Linked DNA regions of Mus musculus: regions 1 and 3 are each linked to region 2. Evidence: chromatin contacts called from public Hi-C and promoter capture Hi-C data. All regions are on one chromosome and are shown on one strand. Each heading gives the region's core, a stretch centred on a gene start, on an enhancer-like site or on the middle of the called end of the contact. The rest is flanking DNA. Distances are from core to core; before and after follow the strand shown. Region 1 holds the start of Tmem132d (transmembrane protein 132D). Region 2 overlaps Tmem132d (transmembrane protein 132D). Region 3 overlaps Tmem132d (transmembrane protein 132D).

The links. Promoter capture Hi-C pulls out the DNA fragments that hold promoters and counts their contacts. A called contact is a pair of places that touch in the nucleus more often than the background predicts.
Region 1: a contact with region 2 is called in a promoter capture Hi-C map of hippocampal neurons, with 3 times the contacts expected there. The contact joins the promoter of Tmem132d here to the enhancer-like site in region 2. A contact is called at or near these places in 5 of 39 promoter capture datasets (cranial neural crest, embryonic stem cells, frontonasal cranial neural crest and 2 more), 3 of 484 Hi-C or Micro-C datasets (cerebellar granule neurons and cerebral cortex) and 1 of 115 datasets of contacts at active chromatin or transcription factors (embryonic stem cells).
Region 3: a contact with region 2 is called in a Hi-C map of cerebral cortex, with 2.2 times the contacts expected there. The contact joins two enhancer-like sites. A contact is called at or near these places in 2 of 484 Hi-C or Micro-C datasets (cerebral cortex and embryonic stem cells) and 1 of 115 datasets of contacts at active chromatin or transcription factors (neural progenitor cells).

The regions. Positions count from the first base shown.
Region 1 is chr5:128,431,688-128,436,285 of GRCm38.p6, reverse strand. Tmem132d (transmembrane protein 132D) reads left to right here and starts at 3,209. Exons shown (of 9, transcript NM_172885.2): 1 at 3,209-4,000. The coding sequence starts at 3,922.
Region 2 is chr5:128,201,864-128,206,056 of GRCm38.p6, reverse strand. All of the region lies in intron 2 of Tmem132d (transmembrane protein 132D), which reads left to right. Among named protein-coding and RNA genes, the nearest start is that of Tmem132d, 230 kb to the left of the region's middle. Within about 2 kb of position 1,791, at least 42 of the 459 cell types and tissues checked have an H3K27ac peak or open chromatin away from gene starts, as enhancers often do. A contact at or near this core is called in cerebral cortex and hippocampal neurons, where this site is marked.
Region 3 is chr5:128,358,575-128,363,346 of GRCm38.p6, reverse strand. All of the region lies in intron 1 of Tmem132d (transmembrane protein 132D), which reads left to right. Among named protein-coding and RNA genes, the nearest start is that of Tmem132d, 72 kb to the left of the region's middle. Within about 2 kb of position 2,211, at least 4 of the 459 cell types and tissues checked have an H3K27ac peak or open chromatin away from gene starts, as enhancers often do. A contact at or near this core is called in cerebral cortex, where this site is marked.

The sequences.
Region 1 (4,598 bases), core at 1,960-4,459, 230 kb before region 2:
TGGGCACAAGTGCATGCAACTGCGGACATTCATTGGGCGGCTTGCGAATCCAGCCTCCTTGCTGTCTTTACCAGATCTCGGGCACAACTGTTCTTTCTTTAAACTGGCTGGAGGATGGTATCTTTCTGTAAAATGGCAAGCCCGCCTAGTGTTGAGATCACACGCTCAGCATGAACAGTTAATGCTATTTAATCATCGGTAGAAGTTTGGCTTCCAATTGATTTATAGCTTTGCAGATGAAACACATATTCTTGGAGGAAAGCACACTTCTGACCATCGAGAATGACAGGGCTAGTGGATCCAATAGGAAGGGGTTGCCTCTGGCACCAGGCTGCAGCTGAAGTCCTGGCAGGCAGCCATGAATAGTCGAAGGCCTTCCCAAGGACTGGCTCCCCCACCCTCAGCTCTGCTAATTGCCTGTGGAAGAGTGGGCACACACATTCCAGCAGCCCCATGAAGAGAGTTGGAGGGGGAGTCATTCTTACCTCTTATTTTAACCACTCGTTGGGTCTGCACAGTTTGAACAGAGAAAATGTTTGCCAGGTAACTACGTATGATGAAGAAATCCTAGGCAGCAGCTCGACTCTTTGATCTTAAGGACATAGAGAAGCCTTGTGCGGTGATATACCTTAAAAGAGTTGCCTGCTGTTTACGATTCAGGGGGACGATGATTTAGGAAAAAAAAAAAGTAAAGTCATTTTTAAAATAAAAAATAGAAGCCATTCACTTCTAGGAGATGAACTTAAGGATTGTCCTAAAAATAGGCTTGAGCTGGCCAGTGGTGGAGGCATCCTTTTAAGCCCAGTACTCAACTTAGTACTTGGAGGCAGAGGCAGAGGCAGGTGGATCTCTGAGTTCCAGGACAACCTGGTCTATAAAGCAAGTTCCAGGACAGCCAAGGCTGCAAAAATCATATATATATATATATATATATATATATATGTGTGTGTGTGTGTGTGTGTGTGTGTGTGTGTGTGTGTATGTATATGTGTGTGACACACACATACACACACACACACACACACACACACTCACTTGGGGATCTAGAGAGATGGCTCAGTGTTTAAGAATCCCGGCTGCTCTTGCAGTGAACTCGGAGTTTGATTCCTAGCACTCACATGGTGGCTCCCAACTGTCTGTAACTCCAGTTCCAGGGGATTGGCCTCTCCTGGTCTCTGCTGTTACTGTACACACACAAGGTATTTACATACATGTTGGCAAAGCACTCACATACACAACATAAATATAAATAAACCTTTAAAAATATACGTGAATCCACACAATTGGATCAGCCACAAAGAAATAAGGGGGAAGCTTGGTGAGATGTGAAGGGTCATTCAGAGAAATGCCTGCCAGAGATGAAACCTCTGTTTCTCCCATCCGTCGGGGAAAAGAGTAAGGCAGCCTGGAGTCCCACCTGCCTCGATACATCAGTTCAGGGATGGGCACAGCAGTCATTTCAACCAGGTTCTTTGTATTGCTAACTCTGTAAAGTTTTTAGAAAACAGAAAATGTGTGTGTGTGTGTGAGTGCATGTGCGCGCGCATGTGTGTGCCCGTGCTCATGCACACACAGAAAGAGATCGAGAGATATAGAGACAGAGACAGACAGAACACCAGAAAGACAAAATTTAAGAAAGGCACACAGGACAAATCTGGAGCTGGTACCCCAAAGATGAGGATACCCAGAAAGACAGAGGCCTTTGGGCTGTTTTTGGCAGAACAACCCTGACTCCTCTGATCTTCCCTTGGAAGTCAGGGAGCTGAAAATGCTTAAAGCTGGGGATGGTTTTGTAGCTCCCTGGTGTGGATTGCCTCCTTAGCCAGATTCTGTGAGTCCTGTCATGTTCTAACTTAAAAGTCACCATGAAGACCCACCTCTGGGGGTTCCCACAAAGGTTTAACTGAAGAGGAAGGTTCATCCTGAATGTGGGTGCTACCATGGATGGACAGAGGCCCCAGACTAAATACAGAGAGAGCAAGTTGAGCACCAGCCTGGCGCCCTCGCCCCCAGTTTCTGACTGCAGATGCCATGTGACCAGCTGCCTCATGCTCTTTGCTGCCAAGCTGTGATAAAAACAAAGATCAAAAGCAACTTGAGGAGAAGTGGGTTGGTTTCATCCTCTAGTTTAAATCCATCATGGAGGGAAGTTAGAGTCGGAATCCGGAGACAGGAACAGACACACAGAAGCAGTGGAAGGAAGCGGCCCACTGACTTGCTCTCCATGGCCTTTGTAGCTTTCCTTTCATATAAAACCCAGGACCACCCGCCCAGGGGCGGTACTACTTCCAGTGGCTCCTCCCACAGCAATCATTGATCCAGAAAATGCCCACAGGCTCCCTACAGGGCAATCTGATGGAGGCATTTAGTCAGCGGAGGTTTCTTCTTCCCAAATGACGCTAGCTCATGTCAACCGGACAAAAACTAACCAATTCATGCCTGTGAGCCCAAAACGGACTCTCTTTCCCTTAAGTTGCTTTTGTTAAGTATTTTGTCATGGCACAAAGAAAATTAACTAACCCAGTCCATTTTTATCCGCAGAAGTGAACCCACTCGTTGGAGTGATGCTGGGTTTCCTCTCTGAATCCCCACAACATCTGCTTGTTTCCAAGGCTCTGCGGAGCAGTGAGGAGGGCTCCGGCTCGGGACACTAGCATGGGTATTATGTATCTTGGTGTGAGTTCGCCTTAGATACCCTGGAAGGCATGAGTGGAGAGCTGTACCTATTAGCTTTTCAATGAAATATCTTCCCTAATGCCAATTCCCTAATGCCCAAAGGCCAGCGGGGAGCCAGGATGGAAATCTTTCAGGGACAGGAATTTGAGGGTCATTTTGGCATCCCAGGCTCACAATCTAGAGTTCACCGGAAACACTTCAGCCTATGTTAGGGGTTCCTGAACTGTCCTTGCCTGAAGGCCGCCTATAGTCAGAAGCTTTAAGAAGGCAGGGCAGATGGCCTTTCCACACCTGTTGTGAGCGTGGACATCCACGCTGGTTCTCGTGCGCGCTCCTCGGGGCTTGCGGGGTGTCCATAACCTCCTTTGAACATCTCCCTCCTATTCGAGCACATAGAGAGGGCGACTGCGAGGCTGGGCGCCCCGCAACCAGGAAGGTGGGACCTACTTTGCGGATTGGGGCTCACAGCTGTCACTCCAGAAGGGTGGGGCTTAAAAAGAGAGAGAGAGGGAGAGAGGAAGAGAGAGAAATTAGGAAGCAACAACCCCAGCCCGCCTGGGCACGCTGCTCTGGGTGCGCTCGGATGCAGCCGCCCCGAGCTCGCGCCTACTCGTCCGCGCGCCGCTCGCCCTCCGCCCCGAGCGCTGCTCGTCTCCGGAGCCGGCCGTGCGCCGGGCGCGCGTGGGGAGCCGGGGCGGGCTGGGGTGGAGCCGCAGCGCCCCGCAAACTTTGGGCGGCGGAGCGCGCGCGCCGAAGCCCCGTGGCGCGGGATGGGGGCGGCGAGGCTATGTGCCCCGGGTCCCCACGCGTGCCTGGCTACCAGCCCGGGGACCCCCGCGCCGCCTCTGCCCGCGCCCCGGGCCCCGCAACCTCGCAGCCCCGCAGCCGCCCGCGCGCGCTAGCCCACCGCAGCCTCCCAGCCGGAGTCCTCAGAGCGCTCTCCATGCTTGGGGACGCAACACCGGAGACCCCCCTTGTGGAGTGAAATTCAATTCACGAGCCAGTCCTCAGCGCAGTCGAAAGACTGAGGTGAGCCTCGGCCTGCGCTGCGGGACCCCGGAGCCTGAGCGGCCTGGCTATGGACCTGTGGGGACCCGGCACAGGGCGGCCCTGCTGCTCGGGTCCCTAGCCAGATGCGTCTTGGTCATCCAGCTCAGCTTCTCTTCTCCGGGGATCTGGCGACATCCCTTCTTCAGCCAGAGGACACCACGGAGGAGCAGAGGACCCGCGCTCCAAGTCTCCAGGATGTGCCCATCTGAGATGGGGACTCTGTGGTACCTCTGGTCTCCCGTGCTCATCAGCCTAGCTGCCCTTTTCTCCAAAGGTGAGGACGCTGGGGCTACCTGGGCCCGGGGGACTTAACTTTGCTGAGAGTAGATGTGGATGTGGGTGGCCCAGAGAGGGCCGGTGGGTGTGTGTGTGTGTGTGTGTGTGTGTGTGTGTGTGTGTGTGTGTACACAGCAGGTTTGTGGAGCCAAGGTTCCGGGGCAGACACCTTGGCAGCAGGTGATTTCCCTGGAAGTCTTGGTATGATGCCCTAGGAGAGTGTGCCTAAGCGACAAAGGGAAACGGGGAAGCCTAGTCTGCCCTGGCCCTGGACGCTTCCTAGAATTTGGTGTGGACTTCCCAACTGGCCCTAACCGGTTTAGAAATAATTCTCAACAGCCCTGCTGTGCGAGAATGTCAGCTAGTGTACCACGGGCCGTTAAGAACACAGTTGGCCAGAGACCCTTTCAGCCCAGGGTCTCCTGGGTCGGCCTTCTGCAGCTGCTGTGTGTGTATAGGGGATGGGGGTGGGGGTGGGTGGGGGGATAGGAGAATACTTCCACAGATGCTCTACTGTCTATCTGACCCAAGTCTTCCCAGTGGGGTCCTGACATGGGGCCGTGAGTAGAAGCGGGAAGCCCCGTTTACCTGCTATT
Region 2 (4,193 bases), core at 542-3,041:
ATAAACACCACCATGTGCTGATTCTTGATTTGTGCTTTCCTCTCCACAGCCAGCACAGGGAGCTGAGAGCCCCAACCCCTCCCTGGTGTACCAGAGGCTGAGTCTAAGCCTATTCATGATCTTGATTGATGGCTATGAGCATCCCCCCATTGTCAGGTTTCCTGTGGCTTTCTAGAAGGGCACTCTCTCATTTAAAGGGCAACTGTGCAGGTCACAGAGGGGTAGGAAGAGCCTTCTACAGTCCTCCCAGGGCCAGAACGATAGTTACCTTCTGCCTCTTCCTGTCTTGTCTGTCATGCCCTACTCTGAGAGCTCCATAGTGTTCTTTCCAGTGATTGACTGGGAAGCTCTGTACACTGATTTGCAAACTGCTTCTAAACTGCCAGTCTCGGCATCCTCTAGACACTTAGTGATGGATGCTGGGGGCCACCTTGACCTTAATCAGGCTTGTGCTGGCAGTCTGTTTTAGCATAGCTGCTAGGTCGTTGATTTAAGCTCAAATGCTGAGAGCCACAGTCCTATATGTGCATGGGAATCCAGTGTGGGTGATGTGCTGCTGGGGTGGGGACGGGGGAGGGCAGGGCTGTGAAATAGTAAGAACTAAGGATAGTGTAGATGAGTGTTAGAGAGAAGAGTATGTCAGTCAGTGGAGGCAGCATGTTCTTCTACAAGGCATGTTCTTTCCTTTTTACATTTTTATTATATATCTTTAAATGTGTGTGTGTGTGTGTGTGTGTGTGTGTTTATGCAAGCGTGTGCGCATGCACGCATACACACATCTTATATGCGAGGGAGTTGGTTCTCTTCTTCCATAATGTGGATCCTGCGGATCAAACTCAAATCGTCGGTTTTGGCAGTAAGCACCTTTACCCACTGAACCATCCTACCCATCCTTATGGCTTTCTCCTAGCTTGTGAGAGCCATCTATTCTATTTCGGGAACAAAATGGCTCAGAAGATGCATCTGTGCTTCTCCCCGTAGAACAAGCTGGCCGCCTCAAGCCTATCAGTCAACGGAGCCCTGTGTGAGCTTGCTGTATCCATGCTCTCCCTTACCTCCTGCCTTCCTTACCCTTGCCGATAACATCCAAACCTGCTTTCCATTACCCATGTACTCTCACAGATAAAAAGCAATCCCAGGCCAGGATATGATTAAGATGGACTTGTGCCAAAAGGCCTGCCATGCTCTCCGTGTCTGGGCCTTGCCACCCACTCCTTGGAGGGAAATTGATAGCTTGAGAAATCTTTGCAAGCCTCTCTGCCCTGCTAATTGCAAAGCCTGCGCACACAGGAGAATGGGATCGCCACTCTTGTTGCTAAAGCTTTAGTGTGAAGACGGCTGCGTTAAAGCTCCTCAGAACACATACCACTTACCCTTCGTGGTGAACCTAGTTTAAGAGCCAGGGATTTGTGGGCTGTTTTCTTTTCTCTTCTTTTTTTCTATTCTTGTGATATGCCATTCCTCTTTCCTCACAGTAAACAATATTTCACAGACTCCAGCACAGAAGGCCAGACATCTCCTGCTCCTCCTCGGCTCCCTCAGCATGTCCGCTGGGGCTGGCTGTCATTACAAGCTGCAGAGGAGCCCAGCGCTTGCTATTCTTGCTCTGGAAAGCATCTGCTGACGGGTGGAACAAAAGCTGGACCCACGCCACGAACACCTAGCAGGCCCCCTTCACAGCTTTTGGTGGCTGGGATGGAGGGGTGGGGGATGGGGACCTACAGTGTCCGAGGTGCTCACAAACACTGAAAAGGGAAGCAGAAGAATGTGTGGTTGGTTTATTCTGGATTTGTTTGCCCCTTGTTCATTCAAGGGTACTCAAGGGACTCTGGCTGTGTGCAGGATTAGCCTTGCCCAAACAGAAGAAAGCTTTGTCCCTTTGTCCCTGGATCCTAGGAGGCAGACTTCTGAGCCCTCTGAATGCCCTGCCTGGTAAAATTGTTTCTGTTCTCCTGGGGATGTGGCCAATGCCGGTATTCTATGTTAACTCTACATTGTGTGGGAGGGTCTTCCGCTCATACAGTGTCAGCAGGCTCTCTGGAAGGGCTGGGGACTGAGGTTGGCCAAGCAAATGTTCACCATGGAAACAGTATACAAAGTCACCACCCAGGGGTCACTGTGACTGTTAGACAAAACATCACCTCTCAGGGGGCACCATAATTATAGGACATTATGCCACTACCCAGGATTCACTTTGACTATAGAGACCAAGTCACTACCCAGGTAGTCACCATGGTAGAGGGGCACTAAGTCACTACCTAGTGGTCACCATGACTATAGTTCATCAAGTCACCACTCAAGGATCACCATGAATAGAGGGCACCAAGTTACCACCAAGAGTAGACACCAGGCAGTGTCTACCCTCCATGAGTAGAGGGTATCGAGTTACTACCTAGTGGTCACTATGACACAGGATACTAAGTTACCACCTGGGGGGTCACCATGACTATAGGATGTGAAATCATCACTCAGGGTCACCATGCCTAGAGGATACCAAATCACCACCCAGATTGTCACTATTATTACAGACATAGCACCACTATCTAGGGCTCACAATAAAAATAGTTACAACTTGTCACCCAGGTGCTCATTATACGTCACAAGACACCATGTCTTTACCCAGGCGACCTACAGAACCACAATACTACAGTAAGCATGGGAACAAGGAGCTTCAAGTGACATTCCTGTATTAATAGTGCAGCACAGGTGGCCACAGGTTCTTGCTAAAAGGAATATTCAGTATCTGTGTCACTCCACTGGGAAGCCTGATCCCCCCTGCGTCATCCCATTTAATTTTCCTGTGGCTGCTTTAAATGTGGGTTGGGTCTCTGTGGTCACCAGCAGTAGTGGTATCACAGTTTTGCTGTACTGTGTGTGTCCCTCTAGAAATATCATTGGACATGGCCATCTGGGGGGACTCTTGTCCCAGCATGGAAAGCCTGCTCAGAAAGTAAATAATAGACACACAGAGATGAGAACAATTCCAAGATGAGGAAATTCACAGTTGCAGATAAGCATTAGTCAGTGCTCAAAGGACAACATCAAACAAGATTGGACCCTACCATAGCTTCCCTTCTGTTCTGTGAACAGGTGCATTCTGGAAGCCCTTACCACCATTCTGTATAAAGCAAGACTTTCTGTAGAGGGCGCTGCTGAGGATGAGACACACAGGTATATAAACAATGCAGTTTTAGTCGAGACTTAATTCAGTGCCTTTTTCTCATCTTCTTTCTATTCAAGTGACAGAAAACTCAACTCAGTCAGTAGTTGGTCAAAACCATTTTCTCATCTTTCCCCACAAGTAGTACCTAAGCCTGTCATGGCCGCTTTGGGGATGGAATGATGGAAGGGGAGTTTGGTGTCATCACTGACCTACCTTATCCATCATGGTCTTTCACCACTATCCTCCAGGTAACCTCTGGCCTAATCCATGTCATGTAAGCAATACAGGGGAACATTAGTGGCTTTCCCCAGGGTTCTCAGGCTACCTGGGAGCTTTCAAGCTATGCACACCAGGCTCTAGCTGTTCAACTGTGTCTTCCTTACCCATCCCTTAGTTCTCGTAAGCTACTCTCAAGGGAGTCTGCAGAGGGATCTGTGCTTTGGCTCAATTGATACCCATCCCAACCCCCTTTTAGCATTCCAGAGGAAGGAAATGGAAGCATTGTCTCCTAAAGACTCATTACCTGGTGTCTATCTGTAGCCCAGGTATGGATGTCCTGTTGTGCAGACACACTTCCAAAGACCTCATAAAGGAGAGCATTCCATCCAGCAAATGCCTGAACTGTCTCCTGGCCCCTTCCCTCCCAGCTAACCTGTCCAACTGCATGAGAAGTCGCAGCTGCAAAGCAAAGGCTTTGGTGATACTGCAGAGTTGGCTGGCTGGTTGCCATTTCTTAGTCTGGCTTCATATCATCAAAGCTCACTTATTGACTCTTGCAGATTCAGTATGGCTGTTGCTGACTGCAACCAAGACCTCTGACCTATAAAAGATAGTATATGGAAAAAAAAAAAAAAAGCCCTCATGGCCAGCTTCTTAATTTACAATTAAGCGCCCAGGCTTCCAAATGCATACCTGCTGATCAGTACATTTTCTCCCCACCCACATGTGTGCCTGGACCACAAAGTCCCCAGTATAATTAAAAACTGCTTAGAAAGAATTACCCGGGGTCAATAGGATTGTCTGATGCTGA
Region 3 (4,772 bases), core at 962-3,461, 160 kb before region 2:
ACTCAGCATCCCTGGGCTCTGGGATGATGACAGAATAGTCTTTAGGTCATCATGGAAGACAGGCAGGAGTACATGTATGGAGGATCACCTTTGGAGGTGTCACAATCAGGCTCAGAGCATCCCCAGTCCTCTGGAAGCTGATCACCAAGAGTTCAGTGAATATGGGTACAGGGAGACACAGCCAGCAGGTGTGGACATGAGCTGAGGGGAAGAGAGAAACAGGACCAAGGTGGCATTAAGAAGGGAGCTTACTGACTGCTCAGGGGAGGGGGATGGTGGTGGTGCCTGTGTCTAGCAGCATGCTTTTCCATACAGTTCATTTCCACAGGGACCTAACAGCTCATTTTTTTTCTCCAGCTGAACATAAGCACCTTCCCTAGAAGGGGGAGGGGTAAGTTGTTGAACATTCTCAAGGATGCTGTTTTTGTTTTTGTTTGTTTTTTTCCTGAGAACTATAAATGAAATCTTTATACATCGTGTATCTTAACTGCTATTGCTTTGTAAAGAGACATTATTGGTTTGAGTTTTGAGTTCCCTGCCTCTTGTTAGACACCGTGGTTTTTGTTTTTTTTTAATCTTTGTTAATTCACTTGGATTCTTCATCCATCAACAGTGATATCAACTTGCTTTTTTTCCTCTCTCTCTCTATTTCCTCTATGTTGCTTGGGGCTGAATTTTTCTTTAGGAACATTTTTGACATGCTTTAAAGGGAACTTTCAGACATGACCCTAGATCAAAGATCTATCTAGATCAAAGATCTATCTGTCTGTCTGTCTGTCTGCCTGTCTGTCTGTCTATCTATCTATCTATCTATCTATCTATCTATCTATCTATCTATCTATCTATCTATCTATCTATCTACTCTGTTTGTTAACACAGTGAGTGAAAAATGAGTAAACATTTTGACTTTGTTTGGTCACTCCTAGGGTACTACTTAGTCAGAATCCCACATGATCACATTATTTGGAATTTTCAAAATTTAAGTACTATCTTAACACATTTTATTACATTTTAAAAAAGATTTTTAAAATGGTGGGTATGAGGGTTCGCCTGCATGTATACCTGTGCACCATGTGTGTGTGCAGTGCCTGCACAGAGCAGACGTGCAAGGATACCCTGGAACTGGACATCCATCCCACCCTATGCTGTTATGTCCATTCCAGGAATGGACTCTCTTTCTTCTGCAAGAACAAAGAGTGCTCTTAACTGCTGAGCCGCCTCTTCAGCCACCTAGTGTTTTGTCTCTCTCTCTCTTTTTTTTCTTTAACAAGGAAACTATATTTCAGGTTTCTTAGACTGTCTTAAACTTTTTTTTTAAAATCATATATGGGGTGCACACTTGCAAACCCAGAATTTGCAAGATGAGGAAGGACGATCAGGAATCCAAGGCAGCTTAGCCTGGACTAAGTTCGGCCCTGTCTCAATGAAGAAGCAAGTAAGTAAGTAAGTAAATAAATAAATAAAGACTCATTTTGTTTCCAGATAATGATATGTTCCTGTCCTTTTTTTCTGAGTTTGTATTTCTCTCGTTTATTTCCCCTTTGTCCTTCCCCTGAGACCTGGAAAGCCAGGCTGATGCTGGTGTTGGCTCCACACTGAGTCCTAAGCCTTGCGCTTATCCTCTGACCTGCGCTCCTTCCCCCTCCAGCCTGGGTCAGCGGGAGTTTTGCTTTCTTCCCTTCTGACACCAATGCTTTTCCTTAGACCAGGCCCCGTGATCGTGAGTCGTAATTTTTACAGCTCTATTCTCTACTTTATAATCGCATCTCTCCCGGTGCGTGTTTTTAGAATGCACAGTTTCCTAGAGACGTCCCCCTTTTCTCTAGATTTCCAAATTTATTAGCGTGGACCTGCCCACATGTTGTTCCTTTAAACGCCCGCGCAGCTCTCTGCTCACCCTCCTAGCTCAGGTCTGAGTTTCATCTTTTGTATTTTCTGCTTGTCTGTCCTACATTAGGCTAGCGGGGCGCTTGTTTCTTTTTTATCGCTGGGCTTTCTGAAGGATTCATTTTTAAAAAAACATCTCCCTAGGGACTCCAATTCGCTTTCTAGGTGAGCCCCTTCGAAGCTGAAGGAGCATCGGAGCATCTGGAAAGACTTCACCCTGTTGGTGGGGACTCAGCCCTGCTTCTTGGCTTTTGCATCTCTGGCACCCACCCCCAGGCCCTTGTGGGCCAATCTTCAGTTGGTCTTTCAGCATGCCCACGGGTCTCCTTCGCTGAGTGAGGATGTGCCAGCCAGCTACAGGGGTGGCTTTATTTATAACGTGACCCAAGATGTCCCCGAAGACTGTGAATTTCCAAGCAACTGACTTGAGGGCGTAATGTCCTTCCTATTTTAAAAATAAAATATGGCTGAAGTTTGCGCCAAGCATTTGCTACAATCTTACTTGGTCTTCAGGGATTTAGTGATACTTCCTATGACCATTTCTACCTGTCTTTGAAGATCAGAGCAAATTTTTTATTTGTCTGTTTTTTGTTCTTTTGTTTTGTTTGTGTGTTTTGGGAAGTGGTCTGGAGAAAGCTGTTAACTTTGTCTATTATCAGGGTCTCCACATATCTCTCCCTTTCTCTTTCTCACCCCTCATTTTCTTCCTCCTTGTGTCTTCCCTACTCCCCTCTATTTTCTTCTTCCCTCCCTCCATCTCCTCCTTTCCCTTCCCTCACCTCCTTTCTTGCATCCCTCCATCTTCCCCTCCCTTCCCCTCCCCCACCTCTTTTCTTGCATCCCTCCCCCCCCCCACCCTTCTTTCCTCTCTCCTCCCTTCTTGCTGGCTCATGACCTGTCAGATCTACACCATGTTCAGCAGTTTCTACTTCCCCTGTGTGTCTGGCCTGCCTCCTCTTCCTTCTCTTCCTCCTCTTCCCATCTCCCCTCCACTGCATGCAGAGCCAAGGACACATGGGAGTGTGTCCCCCACCCCTAGTGCCTTCTCTGGGCCCTTCTCCCGCTGTGCCCCTATGGGTCTTCTGCGGTTTTCCGTATCTCCATCTTCAGGACGTCTCTTCTGGGGTCACTGCTGTCCACACAGCCCTTTGTGCTCCTGATATGACTGTTTTCTCTCCTTACCTCCCCTTTCTGGGGTCTCAGAACTTGCCTTTGTTTTGAGACAGTGTTCTGTTCTTTCATATTTTGGTCAGGGCATCTTGGGGTCCTGGCTCATCTTACCTGAGGTCTAAGTGTGTTGGAGACTGTAGATTCCGCAGATAGAGTGAGAACAGGGTTCTTGAGGTAGCTGGGCTATGAGCTGGGTATGCAGGGTCAGTCTGCTCTCAGCTCTCTCCTGAGCAGTAATGTTCAGCCTGCTCTTTGGCTGAGAATCTAAGCTACTGTTTCCTAAATAGAATCCTATATTATATAATAGCATTACATTAAATAAGAGGTCGGGACCATCGGTCAGAATCGCATTAGTAAAATAACTACATTCTGTACATTTTTCTCAGGCTAACTCTGGAGGCCTCATCCTGTTCTAGAGTTTATCGTTGAGCCTTGATCTGTGGCCTTCAGAGACCCCCTTGCTTGGCGCCTAGTGTTATTTTTGTGCTTTCTAAGGTAGCATGGCTTGCTTTAGAAATAGCCAGAAGGGAACAGTGGGAGGGGGTTTCCAGGAAATGGAGCTGGACCACTGACCAGCTGCAGCTAAGCCAGGTAATTTTTATTGTCAACTTGATACAGCCTAGGACCATCTGGGAAGAGAGTCTGAATGAGGGACTGTCTGGAACAGGTTGGCCTGTGAGGATGTCTGGGGATGACTGTCTTCATTAAGTTGATTGACCTGGGAAGACCCAGCCCACGCTGGGTGGCTCCATTCCCTAGATCCTGGGGCTCTTGAGCTGTGTAAGAGTAGAGAAATAGAATTGAGCATAAGCAAGCAAGTGAGTGAGCGTTAACTTACTCTTTTCTTTTTCTTTCATTTCTTTTTGCTCTGGACTGTAGATGTGATGTGACTGGCTGTTCAAAGTTCCTGCCTTGACTTCCCCACAGCGATGGCCCGTAACCTGGATCCATAGGAAGAATTAAACCCCCTCTCCCCCCTAAACTTCTGCTTTGATTAGAGTATTTATCGGAGCAACAGAAACGAAACTGGGACACTTTAATGCAGCTACTGTGATCTGGCTCTGCCCAGCTTAGTCTGAGTGGGTCCAGCCTGCTGCCTTTTCTGACCTGCAAGTTCTTTGCAGGCAGATGTCCAGGAGAGTCTGCAGACAGATTTGCACAGTCAGCAACCACTTCCCCTCAGAACAACATGAACACACAGTGTTAAAGCCAACCCCAGCAGTAGTGTATGAGCACGCTGTAGGGGAGTTCCAGGCTATGGGCTGTCATAGAGAGTGGCTTCTGGGGAATATTAATATGGTGGGGTTGGTGGAGAGCCTGGTTACCTGGTAAAGTTCATGGATGGACAGAAGTGTGCAGTGGCATTTTTTAAAAATTAATTTTGAAAGAATGACTCTTGGGTGGGGGGGACCACGGCTAGCTAGCCTCATGAGCTGGCCAGATGGCAGCAGATACAGGACAGGGTCATGGGAAGGAGCCAGAAAAGTATGGGATAGCCTGTTCCTGGGAACATGTTGGTTCTAGCTTCATGAACAGCTGTTCCAGTACTGTAGCTATTTATAGTGATGTCTGAACAGATGTTCAGTATGGCTAAGCCACTCAGTCTTCTGGGGGCACAGAAAAGAGACTCAGGAAACCTGGGTGTGGGCTGAGGATACAGGACAGCCAGGAGAGGGCTTTCCTGGTAGGCATGCAGCCCTGGATTCCATTTCTGT